Regions from separate parts of the Mus musculus genome. Here region 1 is linked to region 2. A link is a contact called in public HiCAR-type data. All regions are on one chromosome and are shown on one strand. Each heading gives the region's core, a stretch centred on a gene start, on an enhancer-like site or on the middle of the called end of the contact. The rest is flanking DNA. Distances are from core to core; before and after follow the strand shown. Region 1 has its middle 52 kb from the start of Gm40820. Region 2 overlaps Gm51887 (a long non-coding RNA gene).

Region 1 (4,629 bases), core at 1,577-4,076, 140 kb after region 2:
ACATCACCAGTGTGCTGTATCATCAACCTTCTTCTCACTTTCTATTTTGAGGCAGGATCTAGCTAGTTGTGCAGAATGGCCTTGAACTTGTGTCCTTCCTGTAGTAACCTCTCAAACTAGCTGGATTTTCAGGACTGATCCACCAGGCCTGGTAAAATTTCTTCTAGTGAAAATATCATCCTGGTCTTTCTTTTTTTTTTCCCAATATTTTTTTATTACGTATTTTCCTCAATTACATTTCCAATGGTATCCCAAAAGTCCCCCATACCCTCCCCCACGCATGAAGGAATTAAACATTGGTGGATTCATGACTGAGTAGGGAGGGACAGATCAGAACCATTCCCAGTGAATCTATTCCAAGTTGAAAAGCCAAATTCAGTCCCCAGAGATCATGCACTCACGTCCTTCCTTCTGGCTATTCTTGCTGCAGCAGGAAGTCCAGGAGGACCTCCTGTTCTGAGGCAGATCATTAGGGTAGGGATCAGTCAGAAAGCTTAAAGATGAAGTAGAAGAAGCTCCCAAGACTCGTGTGACCTGTCTAGATCCTTCCTCACTAAGTCTCTTTATAGACCTTTGAACTGGTGTTGAAGTCCAGGCTTTCTCATAGAGAATTAATGATATGCATATTTACTTTGTAAGGTGTACAGACATTTCAGTTTTATTCTTGTCTCCTTTTAGTGCTCCAAAGACATTTCCTGGCCAAACTATTGACTAGAAATAGCCCAGTCACTTTTCTTTCTGACTAAGACAAGCACTCATGTTTGAAGAACCATTTACTTCTGTCATTTTCTTTTGTTTTTGTTTGTTTGTTTGTTTTGGTTTTTTGGTTTTTTTTGAGACAGAGTCTCCCTGTGTACCTCTGTGGAACTCACTATGTAGACATGTCTCAAACTCAAAGAAATCCACCTGCTTCTGTCTCCTGAGTGCTGGGTTAAAGTTGTATACCACCACCATACATGGCTCATTTATCTTAAAGGCCTGGTAACAAATATTTATGAAGTAAATTAAAAAGAAAGAATCAGGATTTTATTCTGTTCCACCTCATATCTTTTACTAAATACATTGCACATGTAGGAAAAATGGGCATGTAGACACTTGCTCTGGCTAATCTCAGCCCTATGCGTGATGTGTTGTATACAAGCCTTAATCTCTTTCCTAGCTGTGAGCAGGACTTTGAGGTGAATGTTTGTTACTGTAATATAGTTTCTATGCACTGTAATACAGTACATCTGTATTGTAGTGCCTATGCTTATCAAGGGCATTACCAATGTTTTGGACCAGAGAATTACTTGTTTGCTGGGCTCTCCTTTCCACTGAAGGAAGAATTTAGTAGCATTCTGTCCCTTATCAGCCACCTAACAGTAGGATATGATAAAGAAAGATGTTTTTAGATATTGACATATGTCCCTAGGGTGGAAAGGGACTATTAGTTAGAAACCACTTTTTTATTTTACATGAACAATGACAGGGTGGGGGGATTTAAATCAGTAATAAAATTTTGCCTAGCATGAGGAAGACCCCAACTTCAACCCTCTGTTGTAGAAAATAAAAACAAATATGAATAAAACATAGTTTTATTTAAACAATATTTTAAGCAATATTAAAATTGATAAAAACCACATGTCGTGGTGTGTGTGTATGTGTGTGTTTTCTATTAATATTCTACTACAAGGACATACTGGCCTTTCCCCTGAGTAGTAAGGCTTTTGTTTATGGGAACAATAGTTGTTATTTTGGAGCAGAGATTTCTAGGTTATTAAAGTTTCCAAACATAATATTTGATTTCTGTGTAACAGAAAATAGAAAAACAAAACACTTAAATGGCCACAGTCCTCACCTTAATGGACTCTAATGTTAAAAATTAATGAGGTGGCTCATGAGTTAAGGCATTCACTGCTAACGCCAATGCCTTCAGTTTGATCTCTTGGACCCACATGTTGGAAGGAGACCAGGTTCTTGAAATTGTCCTCTGATCTCTGCATGTGCACCATGGCATACTTAAACACAAGACCCCTCTCCCACAAAAGGAATAAAAAATAAAATTAATAAAATAGGGTTGACAAGAAGGCTCAGCAGGTTAAAGCACTTGATGCACAAGCCTGACGATCTGAGCTCAATCTCCAGAACCCACATGCAGATGGAAGGAGAGGCCTGATTCTATAAAGTTGTCTTTTGATCTCTCTTTTTTTTTTTTTGCACACACACACACACACACACACACGCACAGAGAGACAGAGACAGAGACAGAGAGACAGAGACAGAGAGACAGAGACAGAGAGAGACAGAAAGAGAGACACAGAGAGAGAGAGACAGAGAGAGAGAGACAGAGACAGAGACAGAGAGAGAGAACAAACCAGCAAAGTAAATTAATAAATGCACATGGTAAATGCACAATTGATATAGGAAGGCAAGAATGGCCAACATGTCTTGCTCTGGTTGTAATCACCAGTTTTCCCAAAGCTCTATAGTAAGGAAAACATAAACTTCCCTTGGGAGAACTGGAATCATGAGGGTGAACCTTATGTGGAAACAGGATGGTGGTGGCTTGAGGCTAAAGCCAGTTCCAAGAAAATTAAAAGGGAAGCCCTTTGCTTTCCCTAAGAGCTCCGCTTTATCCCAGAGTACACTTGGCTGTATAACTTGGAAATTTAGCTGGTTTTAGTTTGAATATGATACTTTGAACTTAAGAACAAGCCAGCTGAGACTAGTTCTTTGGCAGTGAGCTCTGTCCCCATCTTTTTCAAGGCTGACCTGTTGTGTCTGTGCCAGGGACTCATTTCAGGCCTTTTCCCTGGGTACACAGGCAGCCACTCTCTGCTTGCATGGCTCGTTGTTCTGGGGGAACAATTCAGCCTTTGTCACCATGCTGAGGTTCTCCAGGCAGGCCTCTGGGAATGGATACAGGTTTCTAGTGACTCCAGCACCCATCAGTACTGCTTGAAAGGTGCTGCTGGGCTCCATATTTCCTTAATGAGCTGCCTACTCGAAAGAGACCTGAATGTGTTTGATCTTCCAAAGCACTTGAGGCTCCTGATCTAAAAGTGCAGATGTAAGGAAGAAGTTTTAGCATTCTCTTAGCATGACTTTCATCCACTGAAAGAGGCCCTTTATGTGCTGTAGGCACTGACACCGTAAAGTTCAGAAACACACAACTATACAGGGCCACTTGTATGAGGCCAAAGATATTTAGGAACACAGAGTTTTCTTTTATCATTAACTGTGAACTTTTATGACATTTTCCCGCCTGATTGTTCATTCACTTGCTCATGCAGAAACATTAATTAACCAACAGTGGCATCCTGAACAGTTTTGGAGCATTGTGTGGGAATGTCTGAGGGAGCATAGCAGAGTGGCTAAGAGTATCAAAACATGAAGCTGCTTGGCCTTTTCTGGGTCTGAAGCAACTTAGCATCCTTATAACTCAGAGTCAGAAAACTCAGAATAACAACAGTATCTAGTTCAAGAGTAAATGTAAGCACAGACTGAGGCATGCTGCTACGTACTGCCAGGGTACTGTGCTCACTAATCTGAATTCTATATAAGACAAGAAAGCAACTCAAAGACTAGAGTTTTAAAAAGGACTCTTCTTCAAATGATTATGTATAGTAAAGAACACCAAATGCATTAGGAGGTAAAAGGAGGCTAAGTTTTAGAGAGGAAGTATGGTCTGCTGCAACAAGCCAGTCCAAGAGGACAGGGAATGGCTTGCTGGGGTCTTAGGGCCAAACAACTGGGAGATATTAGGTCCTCCCCTTGAGTTGTATCACTATCTATTTCAAGGATTAAAAATAGGAAAAACGAACTCGTATGACATATTGCATGTATTATTTTATATCTTAGCCTGTGTATTAGTTAATCACAGATAATCGAACGATGCACTAGAAACAGTAAATATTGAAGTAATGTGAACTACGGCTTTCTGAGTCAGGAACTAAGCAGGATAGCTTAGTTCTGACTTTGGATTTCCCATGAGAGTGAAATCAAGGTTTGCCTGGATACAGTCACTTTGAAGGACTGGATGTGGTTGCTAGGTTTGATCACACACATGACTATGCTTTGTCACTTCAGATCTTTGCCACATGGTCCTCTCCATTGAAGCTAGTGTTCTTACAACACGCTAGTTAGTCAGTTTGGGGTTTGGGAAAGTTGATTTTTCTAGCCTTTATGACCCAGTCTCAGAAGTCATATGTGGCCACTCCTTCCATATTTGATTATCAGAAGAAAATCTAGCTCTCACACAAGGGGAGGTCAATATAATTTTTCTGTTCTTTTCAGGGCACAGTATCATAGAATGTGTGGGCATCTTTCTAACCACTCCAACCAAGGAATGGGGAAAATCAATTCTGTCTCTATTCTAATGGCATAAATTAGCACATGATCTAATTAAATGAAGCCAGTTACATGTTGTTTGTTTGCGAGCATAGGGAGGAGAAGAAAATAAATTCTGCACAGAAATTGTATACTTATTAATGTGTATGGAGGTAGCTACCTAGTAACAGGGAGAAAGAAGGGAAGGGGAGACATATCAGAGTTAGTGAAATTTGAATCAGTATAGGAGAGGAAACAGCATTTTAAGTGAGAAAACAGATAAACAGGACAGGAAAGTGGGAAACACAAGATGCTTGTAAT
Region 2 (5,240 bases), core at 2,458-4,957:
CTTTACAAAATGACTTAAGTTCTAGGTACAATTGGCTGCCCAAATGTTCAGGTTTAAACTGTATTCACTTTGTTCAAGGGCCACTCATACAACCTACTGCTGAGCGGAGCACTTTCTCAGCCTCCCCCTCTGTGTGCTAGCTGAGTGTTTTCCAAGTTGAGGTAGAAATCTGTAGTCTTGTAAATTAACAAAAAAAATTACATGGAAGCTGGCCTATGACACTCAAAAGAGAGAACATGACAATCCCAGAAAAAACATTTAAGCACAAACAAACTTCTGTTTCTACAATTGCTTAAACATGATCACAATCTAAAAGAATTGTTCAACAAAAACCAATATATGCAGTATGGGATACAATCAAATTCTGTACATAACTGTTTAAAAGTCTGCTTACAAAGGTCCCAAAATACTGTCATACTTTTAGGACTATGGAAGGCTTCTAACTGGATTCTTTGGTAGGTGACTAGACATGGTTTAAGTTTGTTTTCCCCAAGACCAGACCATAATCCAACCAGAAGATGTGTCATCTAATTTCTCAGAATGTCACAGGGTACACAGGCCTGTCCATGGCCACACAGGCAGGGACATGTGATTTAAACTTGCCTATCTCCCACTCTATTGCTCAAATGACCTTAATAGGGAAAGGAAGTTCTTATCAAGTGAAGACCTCAATCAGGTTTAGGAATAAAAGAAATGGAAAACTTGCCCTGCCTCAGCAACAAGGTCAAAGGCTCTGGAGAGAGTGACCTGACATCGACATCATTCTGAATGTCTTCAAAACCTCTTCAGTAATGGGATTTTGGCAGCTGCATGTCACCGCTATCTGCCTGACCAAAACTGAGCCCATAACTTCATGTCTTTGAAGTATTATTAATAGAAAAGATTGTTTCTGAATATCTACATCACTCCCTCTTTGTTTTTCCTTCCCCTCCGATGCCTTCAAAGCAGCTGGTTTTCCAGCAGCAGAGAAAAGTGTGAACAGGATGACAGGAGGGTCCTGGACGTCTGCAGAGAAGATGCTGTGATTTATGCAGAGAAAAATCTAAGGGCTGGCCAGCTAATACTAGATGGGTTGCTATGGTATCTCACAGTCATGGTTAAACTGCATGTCAGGAACATGGAGGGCAAGCATTCAAGTTAAATGGGGCTTATTATACTAGAGGGCCTTAGCAGGACACTGTGGTCTCCTCTATCTGCATCTTATCCCATACACAAAGACATACACAAAGGACAGGTGGAGACACAATAAGAAAGTGACTATCTTCAAGACAGTAAGTCATCAGAACTCACTCTGACAGTATTGTGAGTTTTGCACTTGTAGGCTTGTAGAACTAAGCAAAAGTACATCTCTGTCCGTTGAGTGATATACCGAGTGGTATTCTGTATAGTGACTTCAGTAAACCAATGCAGAGTGAGCCCTAAAGGAGCCTTCTGTAAACTGAACCCAATCCAAGTCCTTCTAACTATCCTACAACTTAAGGAATCTCAGTAGCAACAGCACCATTAACTCTTAGTATCTTAGACTATTACAGATAAAGAAAGCACACAATGAGAACCAAGTCAGCCTGAACTTTCTCTGGAGAACTCTTCTGAAGCCCCAGCCTGCTACATATGCTTGTCCATCCTCTCTCACCCATAGTGAAACTATTCAGTAATTATCTTGCCTTGTATACCACACTTTATGAATCCTGGGTAATTCTTTTATCCATCAGTGAATCACTATACATAGATCACTTAACACACCAAGGACAGAGGTAAACATTTTTTTAGGTTTATTTTATATGTACGAGTGTTTATATATATATACATATATATGTGCAATGCAAGAATGCTCCTTGCTTTTAATAGATGAGTAAATGTGTAAATGTACATTGTATACACACTGTGTAAATGCACCACATTTTCTGTATCCATTCCTCTGTTGAGGGACATCTGGGTTCTTTCCAGCTTCTGGCTATTATAAATAAGGCTGCTATGAACATAGTGGAGCATGGGTCCTTATTACAAGTTGAAACATCTTCTGGGTAAATGCCCAGGAGAGGTATTGCTGGATCTTCCAGCAGTACTACATCCAATTTTCTGAGGAACCACCAGACTGATTTCCAGAATGGATATACCAGCTTGCAATCCCACCAGCAATGGAGGAGTGTTCCTCTTTCTCCACATCCTCACCAGCATCTGCTGTCACCTGAATTTTTGATCTTAGCCATTCTGACTGGTGTGAGGTGGAATCTCAGGGTTGTTTTGATTTGCATTTCACTGATGATTAAGGATGTTGAACATTTTTTCAGGTGCTTCTCAGTCATTTCGTATTCCTCAGTTGAGAATTCTTTTCTTTTTTCTTTTTTTTTTTTTTTGACTCGTGAGAATAGTTTATTTTTTTATTATTTTTTTTTAGACATAAGCAAGGGTGTCTTTCAGAAAATATGGCTTATTGTAGAAGCATAAGATAAGGTATTTCTGTGTTTTTTTCTTTTTTATGAGTTTTTATTAGATTTTTTAAAAATATTTTTATTACATATTTTCCTCAATTACATTTCCAATGCTATCCTAAAAGTCCGCCATACCCTCCCCCCCTACTTCCCTACCCACCCATTCCCATTTTTTTTATTTAGCTCTGTACCCCGTTTTTTAATGAGGTTATTTGATTTTCTGGAGTCCAGCTTCTTGAGTTCTTTGTATATATTGGATATTAGTCCCCTATCAGATTTAGGATTGGTAAAGATCCTTTTCCAATGTGTTGGTGGCCTTTTTGTCTTATTGACAGTGTCTTTTGCCTTACAGAAACAATTAATTTAGGAAATTCTTAGGCAAATGGATGGATCTGAAGGATATCTTCCTGAGTGAGGTAACTCAATCACAAAAGAACTCACACGATATGTACTTACTTATAAGTTGATATTAGCCCAGAAACTTAGAATACTGAAGATACAATCTGCAAAACACATGAAACGCAAGAAGAAAGAAGACCAAAGTGTGGGTACTTCGTTCCTCCTTAGAATGGGGAACAATATACCCATGGAAGGAGTTATAGAGACCAAGTTTGGAGCTGAGACAGAAGGAAGGACTATCCAGAGACTGCCCTACCCGGGGATCCATCCCATAAACAGCCACTAAACCCAGACACTATTGCATATGTGAGCAAGATTTTGCTGACAGGGCCCTGATACAGCTGTCTCTTGTGAGGCTATGCCAGTGCTTGGCAAATACAGAAATGGATGTTCACAGTCATCTACTGGATGGAGCACAGGGACCCCAATGGAGGAGCTGGAGAAAGTACCCAAGGAGCTGAAGGGGTCTGCAACCCTATAGGAGGAACAACAATATGAACTAACCAGCACCTCCCAGAGCTTGTATCTCTAGTTGCATATGTAGCAGGAGATGGCCTAGTCGGCTATCACTGGGAGGAGAAGCCCTTGGTCTTGCAAAGATTATATGCCCCAGTACAGGAGAATGCCAGGGCCAGGAGGCAGGAGTGTGTGGGTTGGGGAGCGGGGTGGGGGGAGGGTATAGGGGACTTTCAGGATAGAATTTGAAATGTAAATGAACAAAATATCTAATAATAATAATAAAAAGAATGCCTGTTGCCTGCAGAGGCCAGAGAAGGGCATCAGAGCCCCTAGAACTGGAGTTACAGATGGTTGCCAGCCAACTTGCAGGTGCTGGAAATAGAATCCAGTTGCAGCCAGTACTCTAAACTGCTGAGCCATCTCTCCAGCCCCCTTAGTAAACATTTAAAGAGTAAATTGAATGCTTGAGTTTCTCAGCTTCACTAAGTGTTAGAGTGCTTTCTGCACGAAATCTTCTACTATCACAGAGAAAAGCATCTTCATTTTATGAAATTGTAAATTTGTCCAAATGTAAGTTATAAAAAACTTAAAACAGATCAGTCTGGGTGTGGTGGGATCTTAGCATTCACGAAGCAAACCAAGGTAATTCCTGTGATAGGAAGGGGGACGGCTACAGAGGCAGGGCACATTAGCTCCCCTATGCCCTTGAAACACAGAGAACATGGCAGCAATGTCACAGAGGCTTCTCTTGCTATAATGGCAGAGCCAACAAGCCTGAGTTCTGAGTAATTCTAGGACAGCATAACAGCGATGTAGCCAAGCCCTTCCCCATGGTCTCAGTGCACACTGCGCAATGGGGAAACAACAACCTTGAGAGGCAGTTTGCCCTTGGTCTGGCAATTCAGTTTTCTCATTAACATTCAGTCTGATGGGGTAACTGTGTTAATCATTTTCTAGGTGAAAACCCTGCAGATCTGTCACCCATGTATACACAGTCCCACAGTACATTCTCCAAGGTGAATACTTCTCTTCCTCTAAATAGTAGGAAGTCTGTTTCATCTCCTCTCTGCTTCTGTTGCCAGAAACAGGCGCCGTGTCAGGAGCAGCCTTCTCTGTATATGGCAATCCTCCAGAGGAGGGGTTTGCAGGCAAATCTAGACCCTTCTGACCATCTCCAGAGCACAAAGGGATGCACCTGAGCATTGTGGGACACACTCCTTAGGTTCTGTACTGTTCCCTGACAACCCTAACAAACCTTCACCATCAGCTTCCAGAAGTTGGAGGAGATGAGACCTGGGGTCAGAAGACAGAAGTGGGGTAGTAGGAACAGGGTTTCACTAAAGAGGGCGTTAAAGAGTTCTCACTTCCCACCATTCCTCAGAGCCTTCCTCAATGCTTTTCTTTGCCCAGAGTCCCCAGAGTCAAGTTGGGGCCGTAACCCTGGTACTCTATGCCAGCAAGGGACACTCAGCTACCAATTGCCATCAATGTGATCAAACTATCAAGGAGCATCAATAAACCAAGGAACATGAAGGAGAAAGTTGAACAGGTAAGTCTGCTCTGGATAACACCTCAATTCATACAGTGCTGGGAATGGTCAGTTAAGCCAAACACTGCCAAAATTATCTGTACTGTTGCCTAAAGGGGGAGCAAAAAGGGTTCTACAATGGGTAGAGGAGTCCAGCTATTTTGAGATGCTTATCTCAGAATAAATAGTACCCAGGACCAAAGGTACTATCTTAACTACTTCGACATACTAGTTTCTAGAAGGGAGGAGTGGGGAAGAACACCAAGGGAGTTTCTCCACCTCTTGTAGTAAGCTCATGTGGGGAAACAGAACTTCCTGACAGGATGAGGACAGGGTGTGAGTCTGCCTCCTTACCAGGGAAGCAAAGTCCCACTCTCTGTGGCTGCTCAACATGAATCTTTGCAGTGCGTACTCTACAGGCC

What was found. HiCAR-type assays count read pairs that join an accessible place to other places.
Region 1: a HiCAR-type map of kidney shows a contact between it and region 2, with 2.3 times the contacts expected there. The contact joins two enhancer-like sites. A contact is called at or near these places in 1 of 39 promoter capture datasets (the C10 cell line), 5 of 484 Hi-C or Micro-C datasets (the HL-1 cell line, embryonic stem cells and trophoblast stem cells) and 2 of 115 datasets of contacts at active chromatin or transcription factors (astrocytes and kidney).

What each region holds. Positions count from the first base shown.
Region 1 is chr11:30,364,770-30,369,398 of GRCm38.p6, forward strand. No RefSeq gene overlaps it. Among named protein-coding and RNA genes, the nearest start is that of Gm40820, 52 kb to the left of the region's middle. Within about 2 kb of position 2,827, at least 48 of the 459 cell types and tissues checked have an H3K27ac peak or open chromatin away from gene starts, as enhancers often do. A contact at or near this core is called in kidney, where this site is marked.
Region 2 is chr11:30,226,319-30,231,558 of GRCm38.p6, forward strand. Gm51887 (a long non-coding RNA gene) reads left to right here. Exons shown (of 3, transcript XR_003949652.1): 2 at 4,248-4,839. It also overlaps a transcript of Sptbn1 not described here. Among named protein-coding and RNA genes, the nearest start is that of Gm51887, 7.3 kb to the left of the region's middle. Within about 2 kb of position 3,708, at least 23 of the 459 cell types and tissues checked have an H3K27ac peak or open chromatin away from gene starts, as enhancers often do. A contact at or near this core is called in kidney, where this site is marked.